Regions from separate parts of the Mus musculus genome. Here regions 1 and 2 are each linked to region 3. Evidence: chromatin contacts called from public promoter capture Hi-C data. All regions are on one chromosome and are shown on one strand. Each heading gives the region's core, a stretch centred on a gene start, on an enhancer-like site or on the middle of the called end of the contact. The rest is flanking DNA. Distances are from core to core; before and after follow the strand shown.

Evidence for each region. Promoter capture Hi-C pulls out the DNA fragments that hold promoters and counts their contacts.
Region 1: a promoter capture Hi-C map of pre-B cells shows a contact between it and region 3. The contact joins the enhancer-like site here to the promoter of Mob1b in region 3. A contact is called at or near these places in 5 of 39 promoter capture datasets (the C10 cell line, cranial neural crest, embryonic stem cells and 2 more) and 1 of 9 other capture datasets (liver).
Region 2: a promoter capture Hi-C map of pre-B cells shows a contact between it and region 3, with 10 times the contacts expected there. The contact joins the promoter of Stap1 here to the promoter of Mob1b in region 3. A contact is called at or near these places in 11 of 39 promoter capture datasets (the 3T3-L1 cell line, the HPC-7 cell line, hematopoietic stem and progenitor cells and 6 more), 3 of 484 Hi-C or Micro-C datasets (B cells, pre-B cells and uterus), 3 of 115 datasets of contacts at active chromatin or transcription factors (acute myeloid leukemia, astrocytes and large pre-B cells) and 1 of 9 other capture datasets (adipose tissue).

What each region holds. Positions count from the first base shown.
Region 1 is chr5:86,097,070-86,101,001 of GRCm38.p6, reverse strand. All of the region lies in intron 8 of Stap1 (signal transducing adaptor family member 1), which reads right to left. Among named protein-coding and RNA genes, the nearest start is that of Gm24524, 19 kb to the right of the region's middle. Within about 2 kb of position 1,826, at least 40 of the 459 cell types and tissues checked have an H3K27ac peak or open chromatin away from gene starts, as enhancers often do. A contact at or near this core is called in pre-B cells, where this site is marked.
Region 2 is chr5:86,069,673-86,073,695 of GRCm38.p6, reverse strand. Stap1 (signal transducing adaptor family member 1) reads right to left here and starts at 1,950. Exons shown (of 9, transcript NM_019992.4): 1 at 1,739-1,950. The coding sequence starts at 1,858.
Region 3 is chr5:88,718,735-88,722,776 of GRCm38.p6, reverse strand. Mob1b (MOB kinase activator 1B) reads right to left here and starts at 1,906. Exons shown (of 6, transcript NM_026735.2): 1 at 1,656-1,906. The coding sequence starts at 1,669.

The sequences.
Region 1 (3,932 bases), core at 577-3,076, 2.6 Mb after region 3:
CCTCTAGCTGATGAGTGACTTCTGACAATGAGTTGCATCGAAGGCTCTGAGAACTAAGCTGTGGTGTGGACCATTGCCCAACAGGTAGGACAACATCTTGAGGTGTACAAACCCAAAGCAGTAAGACAAAGGAAACTGGCTCGGAGCTTCTTCCCACAGCAGTTGAAACAACTGCTTCACCCTAGCAGCAATCATGTCTGCTTAAAACAAGGAAGTGCTACAGAGGCTTTAGACGGATGTAAAGACTCAGTGCAGTAATACTCAAAAGGCCCAAACTGAAACCCAGAATTATTTGGGAAAAAAAAAAGGTAATATTTTGTTTCACAAAAAAACTAGAGAAATATGACCAGTCCTCTGATTCTCCTGAGAAAACCACAGAGGTCAATAGGAAAGCAACAAAATGTTGGAATTATCATATGGACTTTAGAACAGCTACAGCTACGTTTGTTTTTAACTTGAGGGGAGAGTGTTTGGGGAATACATGCAGGATCTTTGTCTGACCTATGCTCCCTAGCCCAAGGATAAAGCTCTGCAGTCTAAGACGGAATCAAAACCATACTGAAACCTAGAAGGTAAACTGTGAGAAGTGAATTCACTTAGTAAAAACACAATATTTCTCATAAGCAAGCACATTTTTGCATATTAGGCAAATCCAACACCTGATACACTATAAGTGGGTTCACTGAATGATCTGATCAACAGTAGAAACTATGTATGTATGTGTGTATGTATAAACAGTAAAAACACCATATTAACCAACTAAGGAAAAACTATGATCATATACAAAATATGCAAAAAAAGTTCACAAAACTCGGCATCTATCCATGATATCTGAGTAAAATGCCATTCCAAAAAAAAAAAAAAAGTAGTAATTGTAAAGGGAACTTCTTTCATTCTGAATTAAGACAAAACAAAACAAAACAAAAACAACACAATATTATACATAGTAATGAAAGATGGAAGTTTTTTCCCCTAAAGCTGAGAGCAAGGACGGGAGGGAGGTTTTGGCCACTCCACTCAGTGAGAGTACATGCACACTAGGGAAGCTAAAGCTTTCTAGAGCTAAAGATGTCTACCACACCATGAATCCTACAGAAAAATCTCTCAAGCCAGGTGTGGTGGTATGTGTCTGTAGTGCAAGCACTAGGGTGGTGGAAGGTCTCAGCCTAAACCTCCTATCAAGCTGGAGCACATGCGAGTGACAAAGTGAGACTAGAAAAATTGTCCAACTGAATCCAATCCAATTTTCTGACCCGCAGAACAATACATAATAGTTGATTTAACCACCATGGAGGCAGTTTATTTTACAGGGCTGGATAGCTAACAAATAAACTTGTGTTCAGAGGGGAAGAAAGTTACATTGGATTTTCTACCCACCCCAACTTTTATTTTAAGAAATCCTAAGGGACTGGGGAAATGTTATTCTAAGAACTCATTCTCTCATAGAGCTCGTAGGTGTGTTTTCCTGCATACATATCAAACAGCCCATTATGTTGACTTTATGTGTAGTTATGTGTTGTGCTTGGGATCATAGGCTATGAGAGGTTTTCAGAGGCTAGAAAACCTGCAGAGAAGGTCAGATGAGAGGAAAGTGGGCTCTGGGAACCAGCAACTCAAAGAGCAGATAAAAACACTACGAGGAAGTGCTGTGGTTATTTTAATGGTATAAAACTCCAAGCCTAAAACTAGATTCATATGGCCGAAGATGAAGGAATGTTTTAGACTGGAGGAAGAATTCTTTTTTTAGAACAAAACCCCAGTAAACTGCTGCACATAATAGAGGTTGCCAAGCACACTGTGTGACCACAACTTAGAGACACTTCCTCTGCTGAATGTACAGAGGAGGACCCTACACAGACTAAGATCACACTTGATCCCTTTCCTAATCTCCTTCGGACTGAGCTCTTATATGGTTTTTGTATTTTTTATTAGATATTTTCTTTATTAACATTTCAAATTTTATCCTCTTTCCTCACTTCTCCTCTGAAAACTCCCTATCTTATCCCCCATCCCCTGCTTACTAACCCACCCACTCCTGCTTCCCTGTCCTGGCACTCCCCTACACTGGAGCACTGAGCCTTCACAAGGCCAAAGACCTCTCCTCTCATTGGTGTCCCACAAGGCCATCCTCTGCTACATATGCAGCTGGAGCCATGGGTCCCTCCATGTGTACCCTTTGGTTGGTGGTTTAGTCCCTGGGGTCTGGGGAGGTATTGGTTGGTTCATATTGTTGTTCCTTCTATGGGGCTGCAAACCCCTTCAGCTTCTTGGGTCCTTTCTCTTAACTCCTTCATTGGGGACCCTGTGGCTCTGAGCCTCTGCTTCTATATTTGTCAGGCTCTGACAGAGCCTCTCAGGAGACAGCTACATCAGGCTCCTGTCAGCAAACACTTGTTGGCATCCACAATAGTGTCTGGGTTTGGTAACTGTATATGGGATGGATCCCCAGGTGGAGCAGTCACTGGATGGCCTTTCCTTCAGTTTCTGCCCCAAACTTTGTCTCTATATCTCCTCCCAAGAGTATTTTGTTCCCCCTTCCAAGAAGGACCAAAGTATCCACACTTTGGTCTTCCTTCTTCTTGAGTTTCATGTGTTTTACAAATTGTATCTTGGATATTCTGAGCTTTTGGGCTAATATCCACTTATCAGTGAGTGCATACCATGTGTGTTCTTTTGGATTTGGGTTACCTCACTCAGGATATTTTCTAGTTCCATCCATTTGTCTAAGAACTCATCATTTTTAATAGTTGAGTAGTACTTACTCCATTGTATAAATGTACCACATTTTCTGTATCCTTTCCTCTGTTGAAGGACATTTGGGTGTTTTCCAGATTCTGGCTGTTATAAATAAAGGTGATATGAACATGGTGGAGCATGTGTCCTTATTACATGTTGGAGCATCTTCTAGGTATATGCCCAGGAATGGTATAGCTGGGTCCTCAGGTAGTACTATGTTCAATTTTCTGAGGAACTGCCAAACTGATTTCCAGAGTGGTTGTACCAGCTTGCAATCCCACCAGCAATGGAGGAGTGTTCCTCTTCCTCCACATCCTCACCAGCATCTGCTGTCACCTGAGGTGGTTTGTTTGTTTGTTTGTTTGTTTGTTTGTTTGTTTGTTTGTTTTTCAAGACAGGGTTTCTCTGTGTAGCCCTGGCTGTCCTGGAACTCACTCTGTAGACCAGGCTGGCCTCTGGAGCTCAGAAATCCGCCTGCCTCTGCCTCTGCCTCTGCCTCCCAAGTGCTGGGATTAAAGGCGTGCACCACCACTGCCCAGCTCTTTTTTTTTTTTCCCTCAGTTTTTGATCTTAGCCATTCTGACTGGGGTCGGGTGGAATCTCAGGGTTATTTTGATTTACGTTTCCCTGATGACTAAGGATGTTGAACATTTACTTAGGTGCTTCTCAGCTGTTCGGTATTCCTCAGTTGAGAATTCTTTGTAAGCTCTGTACCCCATCTTTAATAGGGTTATTTGGTTCTCTGGGATTTTTGTATTGTTATGTAACATCCAGAGATTAACAGTGATATTTTAAGAACTTTTTAAACCTGCTGCTCCTTTAATTAGTCATTCCAGAGATGCCTCTAGTGCTGGTAGACAAAGCTGTTTTCCTTTGTGATGTGTAGGAAAAGAAACTCTATTGAGGAATGAAACCCAAACTAGCTAGAGACAGTTCACCTCTCCTGCTTAGAGCTTGGCTAGGGACCACATGTAGACTATTGATAGAACAGGGCAAATGATCATGTCTAGTCTGCCATGCTGTGCCAAAAACTAGAATGTGAAAGGAGCCAATTTAACTAATGTTTGAACTGCCCTGATGACACAGGTCTCTTTGCTAAGTTTAGTGGACCATTGCCTAGGTAACATTCATAATTTATGAAAAAGGAGCCCACCGGTTCTGAAGCTGACCCAACATCAGTCTTTTTCAGTAGCTCC
Region 2 (4,023 bases), core at 701-3,200, 2.6 Mb after region 3:
ACCATTATTTACATTACCTCGGTCGGGCTGAACTCAGGACCTAATGCCTCTTCGAGAATGTGTTACCTTTAGCTATATATCCCTAATCCTCATAATTCATCCTATTTTAAAACATGCTTTCTAAGCAAAACCAGAAGAGGAGTTAGATAAAAAGAGCAAAGTCATAACTCCCACCGAGCTAAGCCTCTTTTAACGTTTGTTGAGTGCAACGTGTAAGATCAATGTTGCTTGAAACACAACTTGATTCAGCACTGCATTTGCTTATCCCAGACATAATGAAGAGTACAACATAAATAATAATATATTACATCACAGCAAGTAGTATCCTTTGGCTACTTTTTTTTTTTAACAGTTGAATAAACTGAGTTCAGGGGGTGGAAGAATTTTCCTAAGGTCATGAGTTGTATGTAGAAGAACTATCAAGTGAAGACATGGTTTACTGGTATTCTAAAATTGTGGATTTTTTTTTTTTCCTGCTAAGCGTGCCACCACATGGGATTTTTTTTTCTCCTGCTAAGCGTGCCACCACATGGCTTCTTTAAACAGCTGAAGGATCTTGGTAATAGACCCAGTTACTATAAACACTTTGGGAAGAGAATCAGAGAAAGACCAAATCTAAATTACCACCTAGAAATTTACTTCTAGGTGTTGCACACTTCTGGTGAAGTAAAAACCTTGTAGACCTGTGAAGACTCAATAACAGCAGCAGCAACAACAACAACATTTGAATATAGTTTGCCAATTTACTATTTTAAATTTGCAAATTTAACAGCCACGGCAAGAGTCACAATCTGACTTTCAAATGGCAAATGAGCTTACAAGTAGAGTATTTTCACATTTAGAACTTTTCCATGACTGTTATCGACTCCTCTGAACCTTGCCTTATCATTTTCATTGAACACCCACTGCTACTTCTGAAAACATTTAAAACCTTGCTAACTTCAGTCAATATGAAAATGCCATACCTACACTAGTGGCTTCTTTACTTCTTTAGTAACATAATTTCATAATTTCGTACTTCCTTAATCAATTTTATGTTGTCCACAATTACAACTTTAAAGGCAAATACACTTTTATAACTGTAGTTTAAGATTTTACATAAAAAGTATGTGAAATACTTCATGAGTTTTCTTAGAGCAAATGTACTTTTGAAAAAAAAAAACCCTAATGTGTTCACTAGTTACAATAACACCTTAAATATTCTTTTAAAATAAGCATTGTGAACAGTATTTTCAGATTGTGTAATGAAACAATATTAAGTCAATATCAAATTTTCACAATCTTATGGAAGTTTATCATTTCTTACAACGTGGTCATTATAAGGCTCATTGTAACCAGAGTAGAAGTAGGTTGTTATCTCTCATTAAATCCCCTCAACATCATGCGGTTCCTCACCACCGAAGCATAGCAGTCAGCTATGCTTATAAAACATATAAAACTCTCATCTTTAAAGCCAAAATCTTCTGGGATGCTTAAAAGACTCTTTTGGAAATTTCACTGCATTTTTAGATTATGGCTAAATATTAGAAACCTTACAATACATATGTGTGTGTGTGTGTGTGTGTGTGTGTGTGTGTAAAGCTGTGCATTAATTCAAAGTGAGAATCATTCTTCTAACTCAAGGAAGACAGTATAACCCAAACAGAAACGAGGAGGCTTCATCGCATCGTGTTGCCATGACATAAGTTTTATGATAAGTGCCAATGTTCAGGGTTACAATTATTGTCTACACACTTACCTGGTGATCAGACCGTTTGACCAGTAAAAATCCTTCAAAGTACAGGGGCAGAGCAGTGATCTTCAGTCTTTCCTGGAAGATCCTGCGAGGGGCAGGTTTCGGGGGCTTTTTCGCCATCATAGCCTTTGCTTTGGAGTTTGGCTTGCTTTCAGTTCTATCCAGCCTCAAAAAAACCGAAATCTCCGTAGTGTTGAGAGGAGAGGCAACTGTTCAAAGAGGAAGTCTCAACTCGCTTTTTAACCACCAACCCTTCCACCAACAGCACACACACACACACACACACACACACACACACACACACACACACACTTTCCCTCCTTCAGTTATTGTGAAGTAAAAAAGATCAGGCACAGACCAACTTTTAAAAGGCGTCTGCTGTGTAAACTTCATGTGCTTAGGTTGATGGTAACAAAATAAACAGCAGATTACCATCTCCTAATGATGAAAGGAGCAGGTGCGAGACTTTTGGAGCAACACCAACGACACACTTAGCTTTTCCAGCTTTCATTTTTGTTGATTGTTCTCTGCCTTTATTTCGAAGATATGTGACTTAAATAAACTGTATCCATTAAAAAAATTCTTCATTGAATATTTTTGTATTGATCCTATTGGCTATATATCCAATAGTGTTTTTTTTTTTTTTTTATTGAAAATATGGTCTCATTTTTGTAGCCGTGGATAGCCTGAAATTCTACTGTGTAGACCAGGCTGGTCTCAGACTCACAGAGGTCTACTTGCTTCTGCCTCCAAAGTGTTGGGCTTAAAGATTTATGTCATCATACCTAGCTGTTGCCAGAGAGCTTTAGAAGAGAAAGATGACTTACAGAAAAATACAGAAAAGAATATTTTTGATGTTTTGACATTTACTTTGTGTGTGTGTGTGTGTAGGGCTGTGCATGTGTGTGTGTGTGTTTGTGTGTGCTAATATTCAGGTAGGTTCAAGTGTGCACATGTTACAGTGCACATGTGGAACTTAGAGGACAATTTGTAGCAATCGGTTCTCTTCTAATATGTGGGGGCTCAAGCAACGAATTTGGTAGTATGTCCCTTAGTGTCCTGAGCCCAGAGAGAAATATTTATGTTAATTAAACATCTGCTTAATTTTGTCTTTTTACCATTTTAAAAAGTAAGCAATAAATAAATAAGTAAATGCACAAATAAATAAATTAATTAAATTAAATCTAGTTCATCAAACCAGGTAGACTCTTTTGGACTGTTGATTTGTAAATAACATTAATCCTCAATGTACCAAGAATCAAATATTTCTTCTTCAGTCATCTCCCCCAAACCTTATAGATTTCAAAATTTCATTCTTGGTCAGTCTGATCGATCCTCACAGATTCTGCGGTTCTTCCTTTCATTTTTTATTGAACACTATTTATTGCACTGGCAAGAAACCAAGCCCCTTCCCCAGCAAGTACCTTCTGCTCTAGGCCTTACACTTGCTCCTCGACGTCTCAAAGCCCTTGGCCCTCCTTCTGACAGCTCCTCCTGTGTGCTCCCACACCCTTCTTTTTGTTATCTACTTGGTGAATTCTTACTTCTCCTTCAAGAGCCTGGTGAAATCTGTTATTGGGAAGAATTACTTTATTGACTTATTATACTGATTAAGCCAGAAAGTAGGAATAGAAATGTCCTCATCCGGTACTTCCAAATTTCTGGCCCTTACTATTTACTGATTTATCTTCACATGCATCACAATATGTTTCAATAGATTTAAAAGAAATTTGAGTTGAATATAATCGTGTTGCCAGGCATGGTGATACTTGCCTTTACTCTCAGCACTTGGGATGCAGTGGCAGGTAAATTTCTCAGTTCAGACCAGTCTGGCCTATAAATGTATTCCTGGACAGCCAGAGATTTTGTCTTGAAAAGCATATAAATAAATAAATAAATAACATGTATAAATATATAAAACAATATATAATATATAAATGTTTCACTGATATAAAATATGTTAATATATTGCATATAAATATGAAACATAAAAATAAATATATATGTGCATGTGTGTGTGGTGTGTATGCATGCATATGTGTTTACAACACATAACTGGGGGGAAAAACAGCTTTAATTTTATCCATAAGTTGGAATATTTGAATGAATTACAAGTCACACAGTCTCAGTTCCAGTCAGTTTTTATTGACTCTGGTAGGATGAAAGTATTTTCAGTAGAGAAAATGGAAATGGTTGTAATAGGATCCCAGGGATTCCTAGGTACTCATTGTAGGGTTTCTTCCCTTGCCCTTTACCCTGTAATTATTGACACAGTGAGCCTTTTTAAA
Region 3 (4,042 bases), core at 657-3,156:
CCCAGCACTAAATGTAACACTGAAGTTGGTCTTAGCAGACGACTGGAGAACTACAGCCCAGTGGACCTAAATCAACCCTGAGAACAATACCCACATCCTATCTGGAAGGTGAATGAAAAAATACAACCTCTACAAATCAAGAAAGCACTGCAAGAAGCAGGGTGCTAGAGTCCCCAGACCCTCAAGCAACCCTGTTTTGAAATCCCCTCTATGGAACTTGGCTCTCTCCCTTTCTCAACCCTAAGACCTAACAAAGATGTAAAAGGGGTCTGAGTAGTCAGATAAGAACAATCCATCTTCCAGGCTTGGGACTCAGAAAACAGCAACGGGCAGCTGGCACTGAGCCGGGAGACCTGGCAAGTGTTGGATGACAGTCAGGAGAGTGGGGTGGGAGGTAAGCATGGAAGTACACACATGCACACACGAGTGGGAGGTGAGCTTGCAAACACACATATCTCTATCAAGAGAAAGAGACAAAAGGACAAGAGACAGAGGTGGAGACAAGCAGGCAGGCAAGCGAAGATGGAGCCAGGTAGAGAAATGCAGAAATAGACACTGGGGTCCATGACCCAGGTAGCACACTGGGACCTGAGAAGCAGCCAGCACCCCCAACCCCACCCCGACAGCACCAAGTGGACAGGGAGGCAGGGCACCCCAACAGAACATGAGGGTAGGGAGCAGTGTTCCCCCCACCCCCGCCCTCTGACAGCACCAGGAGGATGGAAAGGCAGGGTCCGACAGCACCAGGAGGACAAGGAGGCACGGCCCTGAGAGCAAGCACCAGGAGGAAGGGGAGACGGGGAAGGGCAGCTCCAAGACAGGGAAGCAGAGCCGGGCAGCACCGAGGACTAGAAGGCAGGGACGGGCAACACAAGGAGGACAGGGAGGCAGGGCTCCCAGACAGCACCCGGAGGACGGGGAGGAAGGACCGGGCAGCACCAGGAGGACCGGGAGGCAGAGCCGGGCAGCACACGGAGGACGGGGAAACAGGGCCGGGCAGCACCCGGAGGACGCAGAAGCAGGGCCCGGCAATAGCAGGAGGACGGGGAGGAAGGGCTGGGCAGCACCAAGAGGACCGGGAGGCAGGGCCGGGCAGCACACGGAGGACAGGGAAGCAGGGCCGGGCAGCACTCGGAGGACGGAGAGGCGGGGCTCGGCAATAGCAGGAGGACGGGGAAGCAGGGCCGGGCAGCACCAGGAGGACGGAGAGGCAGAGCCGGGCAGCACCAGGAGGACGGGGAGGCAGAGCCGGGCAGCACCAGGAGGACGGGGAGGCTGGGTCGGGCAGCACCAGGAGGACGGGGAGGCAGAGCCGGGCAGCACTAGGAGGACGGGGAGGCAGAGCCGGGCAGCACCAGGAGGACGGGGAGGCAGAGCCGGGCAGCACCAGGAGGACGGGGAGGCAGAGCCAGGCAGTACGGAAGACTAGAAGGCAGGGACCGGCAACACCAGGAGGATGGAGAGGCAAGGCTCCCCGACAGCACCAGGAAGATGGGGAGGCAAGGGCCGGGCAGCACCAGGAGGACGAGGAGGCAGGGCCCCGAGAGCACCCGGAGGACGAGGAGGCAGGGCCGGCCAGCACCCCGAGGTCGGGGCCTCTGGAGCCCGGGGCCCAGGGGGCGGCGGAACAAAGCCGGCGCTACTGGACTACTTACAACAAGAAGCTCATGTCGGCCGCGGCGTGGGCTGCGGGCTCGGCTGAGCGAAGCCTGGGGCGGCGGGCTTGAATCAGAGAAAAGGTGGCGGAGGGGGAAGGACGCGCGCCGGCGGCGGAGCGGCCGCGACTTCTCCGGCTTCGCTACTTGCCGCGGCCGGCTGAGGGGCGGAAGTGGAAGGCCAGGACTCGGCAGGCTCACCGGACTGGAAGCAGAGCGGCCGAGGAAGCACCGCCCGCCGCGTCCTCCTCGCAGCCCCGCGCTCCCGCGCCGAAGTCTCGCGAGAGCGAGCTCTGGCGCCCCGCCCACATTAGGATTACCTTCGGGTCACCTCTGCCTCCCGCACAGTCCAGCTGAGAGCTTGCCCGAGCACGTGACCTGGGGGGTTCGGAGCCCAGCGGGGAAGTGGACCTCCGTTCCAGGACGCCTGGGTCTCATGGATAGGGAGGGAGTCGCCATCAGAGAGGACAGCGGAAGGCCTTGGACTCGCTTTCTGTGCTCTGATTTAGGCAAGCACCCCACGAACTGAGAGCCACATCCCCAGTCCCTCTACGCCGCCCGCACTTAAAAAAAAAAAAAAAAAGTTTTTCTGCTTGTAACGACTTGGGGGGAGATGGAATTTTGGGAAAGGGAAATAAATGTTTTAGGAGGTAAGATCTTTATTTGAACAAGCTAGCTGTCTAGGGAAACGGAGGGAGCCCAGGAGAGCTGAGGACCAGATTCCCTGAGGCAGGGACGCTGGTTATCCATGGCCATACGGATTAACTAGTTGTGGAGTCCCTTCGAAGAACTGATGCCCAAAACGCTGGGAATTATTCAGCCAGGCGCTCGAAGGAACTTTAGTTCTCACCTGCTTAAGAGGCTGAGGGCAAAGCTTTATGTTTAAAGACTGTTTGATGGCTCCTGAGATGATTCAGCCAGTAAAGGAACTTGCCACCAAGCCTGATCGCCTGGAACCCACGCGGTAAAGAGAACCAGTTCCCACAAGTTGTCCTCTCATTTCCACACAAATTAAATAAATAGATAGTGCGTGGTGGTGCTTGCCTGAATCGCTATACCTCAGAGATGGAGGCAAAAGGATCACAAGTTTGGAGTAAGCCAAGACAGCACAGGAAGTTGTTTGTTTGTGTGTTTGTTTGTTTGTTTGTTTGTTTTTACCATAGGAGACAGTGGTATTCTTTACTCGCACCTGATGCTGAATCGAGGAATTTAAGTGGAACAGTGTGCAGATAGTAGCCCAACTTGAGCTTAGCGTTCCAAAAGACAGAGGATTCCTGAAAGTGATGCAAATATTCAATTTATCCGATTTCATTTCTACACCAGTAGTCAGCCGCGTTGGCTAAATGGTTTTAAAAACCTAAATGCAAGAAACCCGAACCTTCTATTATCTCAGGAACAGCAAATAATAACGTGAAAAGACAGCTTCAAAAGCCTTTAAGCCCAGAACTGGGAAGGCAGAGGTAGGCAGATCTGTGTGAGTCTAAGGCCAGCCTGATTTACATATGGAATTCCAAGCCAACCAGAAATAACATAGTGAGCTGCTGTCTAAAAAAATCAAAAATAAAAAAAATAAAACAGACAGCAAAAGGATTTACTATGATAAAAAAACAGTAAGTTGGTGATGTAAAAGCCTTATATTCAAATCTTGATATAATACTACTTACTATACCATATATAATTCCATAAAGGTCTTCCAAAGGCGAGATTTACCTCACCAGGTTAGAAACTATTTGAGGAAGAGTAGTTGAAGGAGCAAGTCAGAGCCCCAGTCTCACCCACTCTTAACTGTAGTTCTGGCAGCCAGACATGGCTGTGTGCTTAGAAAAGAAGGCTACCGAGACAGGAGAATTAGTTTAAGACCGGCCTGAGACTGTATTTCCAGACACTGGCTCAGAGAAACAGTATAGTAAAGCTTTTGATATTTTAAAATCTTTTGATTGGTTTGTGGTTTGTTTGGTTTTTTGGGGTTTTTGTTTGGTTGGGTTTTTTGTTTTGTTTTGTTTTGTTTTGTTTTTGTTTTTTGAGACAAGGTTTCTCTATTTAGCCTTGGCTGTCCTAGACCTTGTTCTATAGACCAGGCCAGGCTTGTACTCAGAGATCTGCCTGCCTCTGCCTCTGCCCCACTGTCCCTCTGCCCCTCTGCCTCTGCATGCTGGGATTGAAGGCATGTACCACCGCCACCTGACTATTACATAATCTTTAAGAAACTTGTTGGTTCTAAAGTTCTGTCCTGACAGAGTCTTCCTTCTAAAGCCCGGCACACGTTTTTACCTGCTTCCTGATTTGCTTAGGCGGCCCTGCCTTTGGTTTGATATAAAGTCTAAGCTTCTTATACTGAATCAGAAAAAAAGACTGGCAGGGGAAGGACGCCTCTGCAAGTCTTACTG